3 separate regions of the Gossypium hirsutum genome follow, and all the other regions are linked to region 2. The links are chromatin contacts, called in public Hi-C maps. All regions are on one chromosome and are shown on one strand. The core of a region is the stretch at or near the end of the contact, and the rest is flanking DNA. Distances in the headings are between cores, read along the strand shown. Region 1 has its middle 6.1 kb from the start of LOC121214371. Region 2 holds the start of LOC107917717 (COP1-interacting protein 7). Region 3 holds the start of LOC107917719 (trafficking protein particle complex II-specific subunit 130 homolog).

Region 1 (4,338 bases), core at 563-3,062, 150 kb after region 2:
TCTTTTCTTAGTCCTTTGGAAAGAGATATTGATTGTAAGGTGAAGTTTTTAAGGTGAGTAATTATAACAATTTAGAGACGACGACTTTAAAACTGCGCTTATTCATTGATGTAGGACAGATTAAGCTTAAATCAAGAGTTGTAATAAAAATTGTTCTTTAAATTAAACTCTCTAAAAGTTGAATTCAGAATGCATTAATAAATTTATTGTATCCATATTTTTACACTCTTTACTCTTATTATAATATCTAGATTCTTGTAATAAATGGGATGATGCATTGAAACTAAATGTTAACTATTTATTATAAAATTTCAAATTTTAAACAATTTATTATACCTTTTTTGAACTTTCTTATCACCATTGACTTCTATTTAACATATTCATTTTTAATTCGTAATTTATATTGCTCAAATTACAATAATGTTTTTACTCCAAAAAGGTCATGCTTGTGTTAAACAACATCACAAGATTTGTTTGTTAAAAACGCAATACTCTTTTTCTATGATTTAAAATATAAGTGTTATTAAATAATATAGTGTCTTATCCTTAACATCATTATCCAATTAAAAAAATATTGGTGCTATCAAAAATTAATTTTGAATAAAAAATTCAATATTTTTTACTAAGTAATGCATATTTTATTCAAAATTGATTGTTCAAGTATAAAAATTCTTGGTGCTACAATCGGTTGAAATAAGTCCCTAAAATTAATAGATATTCTAAAATCAAAGAATGTAATATGAAAAAATGTGCAATCCATTGAATGCAATCCCAATAATAGTAGAGATTTATAAAATTAGATTTAAAATTAAAAAACAAAAACAAAGTAAGATAAGAATTATAAACTTCAAAATTCGTTTCATATTATGAAATCAACCATATAAGCAAGAGAAAAAAATCATGGACCCAAAAACACAATAAAAGTAAAATAAAACAAGATATAAATTTTAAAAAATCCAAGCAATGAGACAAAAAATAAATAGGGATCGCCGTGAGTTGGATATTGGCTAGGCTCCCCTATCATATTAACTAGACTCATTCCCACAAAAAAAATATCACTCAATCCTAATTTCAAATAAATTATTTATTCTTTCTCGTTTGTACATTAAAACTTTATCTTGATCATGATGGACATTCACTTAATAAGATATTCATAACAAAATTCATTTAATACAACACATTTTAATAAATATAAACAATTCACCAATGTATAGCATAAGTAAGAATTTTAGTTAATTAATAATTAATCCAATAAATAAAATAGGAAGATCTTTAATTAATTACTTTCCAGAAATGGACAAATTTGAGCAAAAGTAGATATTTAAGAAATCCACTTAGAAAAAGAAAGCATCTACACATAAAATTAAGCTTTTTAACCTCAAGTTAAATCATTATTTTGGGTTAAATCAAATTTAGGAATTAATTTAGACAAAAAAAATTCAAACCCAATGAAAAGTAATTGTTAAATTCAAGCTCTTAAAAGTGATTTAACCTTAAAGCTTTTATAATATTTTTTTAATTTCAATCATTATAGATTCTGGCTAGACTTACGTACGAATTGGGTCGGTTTAGTTTGTGGCCCGACAACTCAAGTTTATTATTTGTATATTATAATAATATTAAACTTTTTATTTTGAAATTTATATATTTTTATAACTAAATTTAAATATATTTACTTTGAATTTAGATCCAACCGATTGTCTCGAAATCAAATATGGATAGTTCTAATCTAAGGTCGACAGATAATTGAAGGGTAATGCAATGCTAATCTGGTGAGTATTTGGGCTGGGTTAACAACAACACTAATCTGAGCCCAGATTATCCAGCCTATCCAATATATAAGGGCCACTTACACAATTTTCTCAAAATTGGCCCATATTATATACTAAAATGTAAAATGATGTTAAAGAAACAAAAAAAGAAAATTTATCCTGCATCTCCCAACTATGACCTAAACTCTAAATTAGTCATCAAACTTCAAAACATTCTAACTAAATCCTGAAAATATCAGCATTGTATCAATTACGTTCTTCTTCAACTTAACTATCAAATTGGGTGTTAAATGTTAGCTTAGATCTCATGCGGAACATGTTTGAAACATATGAATCAAAATCGAAACATGTTTGTACTTATCGCATGAACAACTTAAATCTAATGTGTTAAGAAAAAGAAGTAACACTTCAAAATTCTGATGACACTATTTTTACTTTAACGCATCAAATCTAAATTGTCCATGCACTAGATATGTGTGTTTAAAATTTAATTCACGAGTTTTAAACATGTTTTGTGTTTAATTCAAATTGACATTTAGCACACAAACTGATGCTAGAATAATAAAAGAATCTAATTAATACAATATTGATATTTTAAAGATTTAATTAAAATATTTTAAAATTTATAAACTAACTTAAAATATGAATCATAATTTAAGAATGGATGGTAAAATTAAACTAAAACCCCTAAATCTGAATAGATTTAATTCAAGAAAGAAAAAGACTTTAGTATCTAAATCTAATTTTGCTTATAAAATCTTCGACCCCAAATATATTTGCATTTCAAATCTATATTTTGGAACATATTATATATATATATTATAGGTGTCTGGGTAGGAAAAAAAATATAATTTTCTTTTAATTCATTATTTGGTAATGTTGATATATATATATTTGAAAAGTACATAATTTTTAATTAATATAGGTGTAAAGCCCAGATTTCGCCCGGGCCCAATAACAAATAAAATACCCATAGTCCATTTTACATAAAAAAATAAACCCAATTTTGCCAGCCCAAATAAAATACCTTAGGCCCAATACAACCCTAGCCCACAAACAATTTGTTGCAGCAACAAAGGAGAAACCCTAGGGCGCCGTTGACCGCCGCCTCTGTCCATGCGCGCCGCTTTATCTCCTCACACACCATCACCACGCCTCTGACACCTGCAAAGAAATTGAATACAACCATAGAGCATGCTAACAGAAATGACAGTAAATAGGCAGATAGAGGATAGTTTAATAATAGGATTCGGCTATAAAAGCCATAGGATCCCCTTGTAAGTTTTTTTTACGAATGCACATCAAAAAAATCAGAAATAGAACGGAGTTTTAAAAGGTTGAATCTGATTATATATAATATATATTATAGGTGTCTTGGTAGGAAAGAAATGTAATTTTCTTTTAATTCATTATTTGGTAATGGTTAAATATATATATATTTGAAAAGTACATAATTTTAAATTAACATAGGCATTTCTCTTATTTTCTCTCATCTCACCATTTCTATTTGAAAGGATTGATTTTTTATAATGAAAAATGATCTCACTTTTATTTTCCTCTCACTTTTATTTTCAACTAAGCGCAATCAATTTTTTTTCACTTTTCCATCTAGTGAAACACACCCTTAAGCATATTAGCAGAGTGATGGTTTTATTGTATGTGTCATGTTCTCTTTATTGTTCTGATCATCCTCTTAATCTTGGAAGGAAGATATTTATGGGCAAATTAGGGTTTAAAGTGGGTTCCTAATTAGGGTGAACTTGAAAATTTTTTAAGAGATTAGAATTAAATTGTATATTTTTTTATAATAGTAAAAATATAATTCTACTATTTTAATAAATTAAATATTTATAATTTTTAAAGGACTAAATCGATTCTTTATCATTTTTGAGAGCTTAAGTACAATTTTACTATTATTAAATTAAAATTTTAAAAATCTTAAAAGATTAAAAGGAAAATTTCTTATTTTAGGGGGTCGAGCCTCCTACTAGCCCCATCCCTAATATAATAATTACCATCTTAGTAGAGTTTAATCTAGACTTAAATCAAAATAAAATTAAATGTCGCCACATGGAATACCTGTGGAGTATAATAATTTTTTTTTTCAAACTTTTATCAATATATTGCAAATATTTAATCAATGTTAAATTTTTTAAAACCAAAAATTAAAATATGATAATTTTATTAAGATGTAAAAAAAGTATTCTCATTTAATAACAAAAAAAAAAAGAGAGAGAATAAAGTCTAAGTAGAATAATTAAAGCGAATTAATACATGTGGAAAAGATGAAAAAGAATCCTACAGAAAACGCAGCCGGAAAATGTTTAGAAAATTGGGATTCTCTTTCATTGTCGGCACAAGTTTTATTTATTTACTTATTTTATTGTGACGCAAATGCATGCGTACCCATTAGTCAAGAAAACTCCCCTCTTCCACTTTGGTCAAAAGCCAAATAATTTTCTAATTTCAATGAAATTTTAAAATGTAAAATTCTATAAGAATCATCAAATTAATTTTGATTTCGGGATCCATAATGATGTTATAATAATACTAATAAATTTACGGA
Region 2 (4,760 bases), core at 885-3,384:
ACTTTGCATGTACGGAGGAAAATGGGGTGGCCATGGCATTTGTACTTGAGATTTCCCATCCATGGATGCCAAGCTACCATCTGTGGAACATGTTAACAGATTTCGAAACATCAAGTTATTGTTCAGAATTTAACAAATTGAAGCAGTTATAGGGAATCATAGATCATTGTTATAAGATCATCATTTGAAGCAGAAGAAAAATATGGTATCCATCCTTACCAGGGTTAATATCTCCACTTCCAGCATCTGAGGCGGCAGAACCGGTTTGCTTCATGGCGGAGACATTTATGGTAAGATTTTGACTTGAATCATTTTCTTCCCCTGCAAGTACGATCCCAGATGTTCCAAGGTAAGACAAGTCTGGTCTAGGACATGCTTGCATTGCTGCTAATTCAGCCATCCAAAGCCTATCTTCATTCTTTCTCTTGCATAAGTCCATGAAATTTATGCAAGCTTCCCTGACAGAACAAAGAAAAAGCAAGCAATCGGCAACCATATCCCGATGAAAATAATTTAGGTCATGACAATGGCGATTTATACCTTAAACGAGAAGCACCGAAAGTGTCAGAAAAAGAGATGAGATCATCGATATTATCAGGTTCGTAACCGGCAACCAAAGCACGTGCATAAGCCATTGCTTGCTCTTTACAAAGTACTTTCTTCCTTGTCTCCAGAACACGTTGAAGACGAACCCTGCATATCGACCTCGCGATGAGCAACGAATGCATTTTGAAAAGAAATCAAGCTAATGTGATTAACTGCAGGAACAAGTAATTTACTTGGAAGTTTCTTCTGGAACATCATCTTCGGTTCCATCGAATTCACCTTTAGACTACATGCACCATCATAATAAAATTCTGGGATTAAGATGTAAGCTATCAAATGAATCAAAACAAAAACAATATATGGTAGAGAATGCTGAAAAGCATACCTTAGATGAAGTATATGGCTTTTGGAAATTCCCTGAAACAAAACATACAATTCTCAGACAAACAGGAATTAAACACTCTTTGAACATAAAATTTGGGGACCAAACATACCATCTGCAACTGTCGTCCCGGCAGCGTTTGCTTCGTACGATTGAATTGAATTCTCGATCTGTTCGATTTCCCTCTCCACTGTCACAAATCTCTCAAGAACTTCTGGTGTACTAACAAACCTCACAAACCTGTTAAAATGCATTAGAAATCATTAACAAGGTGTAATGACACAAAAGACTTAAAAAACAAGATCTTGTTTCTTCCTAGAGGAAAGTAATCCAATGTCCTGGAAAGAGCTTTTACCTTAGGAGAGTGCCTTTGGTGAACCAGGGAGGAGATGAGGCTAGAGGGCGAAGAGTTACAGAGTAGCCTCCTTTAGAAATTTGATCTTTAGCAGCTTTGAGGTGTGAAATGAAGGGTTCTAGCAACCCTGATGCCAATTTCTCATTCTCTTTTCCAGCAAAAATCACCAGATCACATCTTCCATTCAAACCCCAAAGCCATTCTCAGATGAATGCCCAAATAATCAAAAGAGAAGAAAAAGACGACATTTTTACAAGGCATGCAAAATCTTTACCTGGTTCTAGTAGGTGTAAGTTGGAACAAAGCATAATCTAGACGTGTCCTGAAGTCCATTTTTTAAGCCTTACAAATATACAACCAGAAGTTCCTGAGAGACAAGACAGAGAAGCAAACACTAATTCTTCGCACGTTGAGTTCATCCATTGTTGGAAGTTTCAGTTCCTTGCTATGTTGTTACAGGAACATGTTCTGCTGACAGACTGAAAAAAATGAAAACATGGGAAAAGTTTTATAAACTCAATTGGGGGGGGGGGGGGTTCAGATAATGTAGGGAAGGGAAGTTTTCATTGGATCTTGTGCTGTTTCTTCGTGCAGGGTCTTTTGTACTATTTTTGTTTAGCTTGGAAGAATTATACACATTATGGAAAAAAAAGAAAAAGAAATGCCAGTTCTGAAACTGAAGCTTTAGCACATGGGAAAGTACTGAGGATCACAAGGAGAGAAGTAGGAGACAATAAAATTTTTTTTTTTAATTCAAGATTGGTCCCAGTTACCGACAGTTGTATCCATCAATTTCTCTTCTTCATGGCAAAATTATTTTAATTATTATTTCACCTTCTATTTTCTAAAACTTGGTTAGTTGAGAGGTCTTTCTTATTCTCTATAACATTTCCATTCTAAATCTGCATTGGAAACTTTAATTTATTCAATTTAATGTTAAATTGTTTTGAGTTTCACTTTAGTGAGTAGACAGAAAGAGTGAGAGAATAGGCAAAGAATAAATGAATTAAAATGGCAGCCAACCAAATATTCCAACCCAATACATTATCAAAGTTACCTCTCCTCTTTCTGTTTTTTCTTTTAAATTATGGGTACAGTCATTACGGTGGGAATAGAATAACACAGTTTGAATCTGTATTTAATAAGTGTTTGATAATAATTTTAATCACCATTTCATACGAGACAATTTAGATAACATCTTAGGCAATACTGCAAGAGATTATTAACAAAATTTAACTTATAATCATATGTATTAATTTTTATTACATTATATAGTTGCAGTAAATAAAAATTTATAGTTTGACTATAATAGGCTATTTTGATGAGCCCAACATATTGCAAGTGTTTACATAGAGTATTACAGTTTGAGTAACAACTAAGGGTAAAGTCAGAGAATTATTTAGAGGGTTAGAGATGAAATATAAATTTTTGGAGTTAATGTACAATTTTACTGTTATACTAATTTAAAATTTCTTAAATTTTAAAGATCCTAATTGGAAAATTTACCATTTTTAGATAGGCCTTGGCTTCCCACTGCTAACAACTAAATAATCAGATATTTAAAAAATATTAATTAAAATTTAGATAGTGAAGTGAATTAGAATTATAATATTGTGTTTAACCAAAAGAATATAATAATGTTAAGTAACAATTAAAGATTATTAAATCATATTTAGATTGAAAATAAATCAATGAAATACAAATATATATAATTGAAATTTTGAATAAAACCCATGCAGCCGCTGTAGACCTGTCCATAAGCCGAGTCGAGTTCGGGTCGAGCCTTGAAAAATTTTAGGTCCGGAATTGACTCGGCTAAAAATGCTAAAATTTGGATTCGGCCCACTCGTATTAATTTTTTTTAAAATATAATACATCAAAAAACTAAAAACATTAAAATAAATATTTCCCAACAAATTGAAATAAAAACATAATGTAACTTAACAAGCAAATGCCTCTAAAATAGTAGCAAAATTAACAATAAAATAAAAATTATACAATATTTAGATAATAACAATAAAATAGTAGAAACATAATAGTGAAATGACTGTAAAACAGTGAGTAAACAAAATTTTTTTTTCTTTTTACAAATTCGGGCCGAGCCCGGGTCTAAAAAACCTTACCCAAAGCCTAATTTGTTTTCAAAACGGACATTATTTTTTGTCTAAACCTTACATTTTTCGAACCAACATTCCACATCTAAATGTAACTTTCATTTATACCTAACTTAAATTGATGAACAAAGATATTTCGATTAGGTTCACTTTTAAAATATTATTTTTAGTTTTAAAGTTAGAATTTATTTATTTTTATCTTATTCTATAAAGCCACAATCATCGACAAACTTGTATTTAGTAATGGTGAAAATTTTGAAAGAGGATGAGGCAATTATTTTATTGAAGTTCCATTATTTGTGGACCATTCTTTACACTAATATTAAAATGGCACCTAACAAGTTGGTAATCGCATCATTATCAATGTTATGAATTAATAATTACATTTAAAACTTTGGGTTTTTGTTATTTTAATTCTTAGGATCCAAATTAATCATTAGCATGTGATTAAATCATAGAATTTATGATTTTTAAAATTATAAAAAAATTGAGTTGATGTCAAGTTGTTGTTATTATTATTGATTTTTCATTGTAATTATAACATGTAAGTTAACTACGGAAATTAAATAAAAGAAAATTGGTGGGTTCATGGGGAAGCTTATCATGAAGCAACAATTTATCTTTCATTAGCTGGATTTATTAGGACATTTTGGCCATGATGATGACTAAGTACCTATCTAAATAGTAACTTTGTTTGCCTTTGGACCCATTTTCCTCCTTTTCAATTTATTTTCATTGGGACTTTGAGATGAAATTGCAACCACCAGCAACATTACCAAGCAAGTAAAGTATATCTTCCATATCTAATAATTTTGGTTACCATATAATTATAATAATTAAACCTATGAATGTATCAAATTTTATATTATACTTTAGACATAATCATGATATAAATGTGACACAAGTACATATAATTTATATTTATTATAAAAAAATTATTAAATTAGTATTACGAGTTAAACAAATATTAATTCAGTTGGGAAAAGAAATAACATATCCTTTCTTTAAAATGATAACTAATATTCTTATAATGGTGTTTTTGTCATTTCTTATTTAAGTTATAATTATTACTAAATAAATTTAAAAAATAAAGTTTTACTTAAAATGCCTTTTTTCAATAATATCATAATGTAGGCATAATCTACTATGTAAATCTATTTACCTTTGCAGGCAGTAAACAACAAAAGCCATTTATGATATCATAATTGCATTAGTTAACATCTCAATTACTTGATAAAACAATGTTTTCCTTCCAAATAAAATACAAAACTAGTTTGGATTCTTATCCTAAAATTAACTTAAAAGATTATAACATCTCAATTGCTTGATACAACTTGGTTTCTTTCCTAATTTTGTGGAAAAT
Region 3 (4,382 bases), core at 187-2,686, 200 kb after region 2:
AACAACTTAATGCTTCAATGGCCGATATATCCACATGGTTCTCCAAATGCCCCTTCGCAAGAAATACACCTTTGGAGGGAGACCGAATTTTTATGGAGAAGACTTCGAAGTGCCATTTGATCAAAGCCAATGGAACCATTAATAGGTTAATATTATCCCCGAGTTGAGTTCAGAATTTTTCTTCCAACTCTATGGAAAATCTAAGTGACTGAAGAGAACATGAATTCACAAAGAAGGAACGCCTTACTAGATTAAATCGTGCATGACACTAAATCAACTACCGAAGGAAATGACGGTCATTTGCCTATGGTAGGATTTAAACTCCCAACCTATAAGATATAGGATACTTGAGGGGAGGCATGTACCGTTTGGTCTAGTTGAAAAGACACATTCTGTGGAGGAGAGTTTAACTCCTTTTGGAGAGGTTTTTAAAATAACATTTATCAAAAATAAGACAAATCCTTCAATGGATCAGTATTGTCTCAAGTTGAATCAAAATTTTGTCTCTTGATATATGGAAAGTCAAAGGTTTTGCCTCTTGATCTATGGAAAGCCAAAGTTCCAGATGGAGTTATGGAGTTTGCAAAGCGAGAATCCTCATTGAATCAGGCCATATGTAGTACACGGTTAATTATCAAGAAAATGGTGGTTATTAACTATTGGTAGGGTTTGAATATCTAACTTATAATATATAAGTTAGGGAGAGATGGTACCACTCTCTACAAAATTAGAAGACAAAATCCTACCTTGATCTAAGGACAGTACGGAGGTCCAAAAATATCTCATGTTAGAGGAGAATTATTTAAAATAAAGAACAACCGAATACACTAAAAAGAATCTTACATCAGATTAGTAATTAAACCTGTTGAAGCTGTAGAATAGGAGAGACTGAGAGAGACCAAGTCAGATTAACTATTGAAGCAGTTGAATAAAGGAAAGACCAAGTCAAACTGTGTAAGGCTTTGTTTGTGGAACCCATAGCTAGCAATGCTGGAGGGCAGACAAAGTACTCCAGAGAAGCCTAAAACGCAAAAGGAAGATGGTCCATAAGGCTGATTAGTATATTAGTATCACTTAATACAATAATATGCAAACTCAATTATCAATGTAACATCCTGGATAGCCTTCATGTGTGTGTTTGCTGGCCTGGGATTTCGAAACTATGTTACCCCAACTCTTTATTGTAAAAATTCGTATCAAATACATACCTGTATTCCACATCCATTCAGCCAAATACTTTAGCCTGGAATGTTTCTTTCAGGAGAGTAAAACACAGCATTAGCAGGCAATGGAGAAGTAATTTGGGCTAAAATCGATCTTTTCTTTCAGGCCTTATTTAGTTGGGCCTAAGAAAACTCTTTGAAACATGGACGACCCATTAATGAGGCCCAGCTGACACTTTGAGAAAACATATCGCTTAACGAGGACGAAGCGGAGGAGAAACTAGATCCTTGGGTTGGAGCATAAGCGAAACTAACACTCCAAATCTCTCACTAAGATAAATTAACCATTTTTTTCCTTCACTTTTCTGCATTTGATCTAATGGATTTTGTAAGTTTCTTATAGATCGGGAAAGAAGAGAATGGCGAACTATCTAGCTCAGTTTCAAACAATCAAGAGCACTTGTAACCATCTTATCATTGCTGGTAATTACTTTTTTTGCTTCTCATTTGAATTGAACTCTTCCAATTGAACTTTGGGCTTAGGATCACTTTTAAATCTCTTTTGGGGATTTTTATGGTGTTGGGTGTGCGGGATCAGGGATGTGTTTACTTTACTGTTAGATTTCTGATGTGGAAATTCTAAAGGTTGATGTTATTTTTTCATGATTTAAGACTTTGAGTTGATTTTTTTGAAGTAAAGGATTGTCTAAATGTGAAGAGTTAAGTTAAAATGGATAATTTTTGGTGATCATGAGGTAAATGTTGTTGCTTTCAGCTTCTTAGTTGATTCTATGAAGCGAGTACTTGATTATTTTTTTCTGGGGATTTATTACAACTTAGAAGTAGGGAGAAGTTAATACTAAATCTTCGATTGCTTGTATCAATGCCGGTGACTGTCTAGTAAATGTCGTCGCTTTAAGTTTTATACTTGATCTTTTTGCCTTCTGGATCAGTTAGATGTATGGAATGCAAAATGTAAATATATGACCTATGGATATTTAATCTATCAACTCCAATGTTTGTTTCTTTTCTAGTTGTTTGTATTTAATAGTAATTTGTGAACCATGGGTCGGGACTAGCTCACATTGTTCCGATCTTCTCCCAGCTTCAGATTTCTAACTAACTATTTCATCGTCAACTTTACAGTTGAAGATGTCAGTGACTTGTGGCCTACTGTCAAGAATAGTTTTGAAGAGCGGCTTCCATTCAAAAGGTCTTGCTTAAATAACAAGACCCGGAATCCTGTGTTTGTAGAGAATTTGCCAGCTGAATACATATTAACAACTGATGCAAGACTACGTAGCAGATTTCCTCAGGAGCAATATTTATTTTGGTTCCGAGAGCCATATGCAACTTTGGTTCTTGTTACATGTGAGGTACATTCAATCCATTTTATGATCTTTATTGGAGTGAACTAAATTTTAGATCCATGATCACACTTGAGAAAAAGATAAATCCTTAGCTTTCTGTATAACTCAGATCATAATTCTTCAACTGAGCCTGTAAAATAACGGTGTCGGTCTGGGCAAACCTTGTCTTTCCATGATGATATACTTAGACTTTTCTCTGATGCTTCTAGTTCTTTTCTTCTTTCTTTTATTAGTCTTTGCCTTAATATGCTTGTCCATGTTTATTTTCCATCTTCTATATTTTCTTATTCTTTTATTTGCATTCTTCTTCCATAGGATCTTGATGAGTTCAAGACCATTCTTAAGCCACGCCTGAAATTAATTGTCCAAAATGATGAGCGTGAATGGTTTATTGTATTTGTGTCTAGAGCCCATCCCAATAATGATCAGGCCACTAAAATGGCAAAGAAAGTATATGCCAAACTTGAAGTTGATTTCAGCTCCAAGAAGAGGGAAAGGTAAGCTTTCAGCTCTCTGCAGTTTGTATACATTCTGATTGATGGCATGGATAGTGTTTATGCTGCTGATTATTACTTTAGACTTAAGTGTTAGTTTTAATCTAAAGTATGGCTAGGCAACATATAAAAAATTTGATATGATTTTCCGCTCTCTTTATATTCTGCCATTCCTAAAGATTTGTTTCCATTATGTTAAGCATTTTTTTGCACTTAGTTCACCCATGTTGCAAACCTTTGGAAAAGAAAATTGTGGTGAAAGTTTGAAAAAGTAGTGCTCTCAGGAAGCTGGTATTTAATTTTTCCTTTGTCATTTTCTGATACTTGAAAACTATGGTTCACTTAGGTGCTGCAAATTTGACATATATGCCCCTGAAGCAAATTTTTGGGAAGACTTAGAGGCCAGGATTATGGAGTCTGTCAGAAATACATTGGATAGGCGTATACAATTCTATGAGGATGAGATACGCAAGCTTAGCGAACAGCGTTTCATGCCAATTTGGAACTTCTGTAATTTTTTCATTTTGAAGGTTCGGTACTCTTTTTAAAGTTAAGAGAATATGGTTATGGCTAATATTGATCCGGGGGAAAACTTTATGATTTTCTTTCTATGGTTTTTGCATATTTGAAGGTCATGGAAGAAGCATGAACTTACTTGAGAGGCTTTAACTTAAAACTGTTTTGTCCTTCCAGGGATATAATCCTAATTAAGCTAATAAAAAAAAGTATATTTTTTAAGCTTACTTTCAACACTTCGACTGTTAATGCTTCACTTTTCTTATCCTTAGGAAAGCTTGGCATTTATGTTTGAGATGGCTCATCTTCATGAGGATGCGTTGCGTGAATATGATGAACTAGAATTGTGCTATTTGGAAACAGGTGTGAAATATAAATGTCACTTCCTCAAGTGTCTGTTTTCATCTTATACTTAACTTTCTACTCTACATTTTTTTTATTTCTATTTATGCTTCTAAATAGCAGTATGATTTTGTATAAATAAGAATTCCCTGTTGTAATATGAATATGAGTAGTACTTATGGTCAAATTCCATTCTTTATGTAGTGCTTAACTTTTGCCTTCAATTGTCTTACTTTGGAATTTAGCTGCCACAAAAAGTAAAAAGTTCATGGTGGCAAATTGCTAATGCAATATGTCTTCATATCTCAGTTTTTTATTTTCCAGTTGACCGGGTAGATAGGGTATGCAAGGGCATTTAGTAAATGCCAAATTTATAATAAGTATAATTATTAAATTTTTGTCTTGAAGTGCTCCATTTTTCTTTTGAATTTGGTAGTTGCTTTCAGCCAAGCATTTTGTGGTCATATTTAATATATAAATGCAGTTAATATGGGCGG

The links. A called contact is a pair of places that touch in the nucleus more often than the background predicts.
Region 1: a Hi-C map of leaf shows a contact between it and region 2, with 4 times the contacts expected there. The contact joins the enhancer-like site here to the promoter of LOC107917717 in region 2. A contact is called at or near these places in 15 of 34 Hi-C or Micro-C datasets (anther, callus, leaf and 2 more).
Region 3: a Hi-C map of leaf shows a contact between it and region 2, with 2.3 times the contacts expected there. The contact joins the promoter of LOC107917719 here to the promoter of LOC107917717 in region 2. A contact is called at or near these places in 2 of 34 Hi-C or Micro-C datasets (both in leaf).

Annotation. Positions count from the first base shown.
Region 1 is chrD01:7,708,134-7,712,471 of Gossypium_hirsutum_v2.1, forward strand. No RefSeq gene overlaps it. Among protein-coding and RNA genes, the nearest start is that of LOC121214371, 6.1 kb to the left of the region's middle. Within about 2 kb of position 1,813, at least 1 of the 9 cell types and tissues checked has an H3K27ac peak or open chromatin away from gene starts, as enhancers often do. A contact at or near this core is called in leaf, where this site is marked.
Region 2 is chrD01:7,552,988-7,557,747 of Gossypium_hirsutum_v2.1, forward strand. It overlaps LOC107917717 (COP1-interacting protein 7), which reads right to left and starts at 2,135. Exons shown (of 9, transcript XM_016847001.2): 1 at 1,558-2,135; 2 at 1,284-1,460; 3 at 1,041-1,168; 4 at 932-963; 5 at 780-832; 6 at 541-693; 7 at 220-458; 8 at 1-80. The coding sequence starts at 1,616.
Region 3 is chrD01:7,752,293-7,756,674 of Gossypium_hirsutum_v2.1, forward strand. It overlaps LOC107917719 (trafficking protein particle complex II-specific subunit 130 homolog), which reads left to right and starts at 1,437. Exons shown (of 21, transcript XM_016847003.2): 1 at 1,437-1,646; 2 at 2,310-2,539; 3 at 2,849-3,030; 4 at 3,374-3,557; 5 at 3,816-3,906; 6 at 4,370-4,382. The coding sequence starts at 1,583.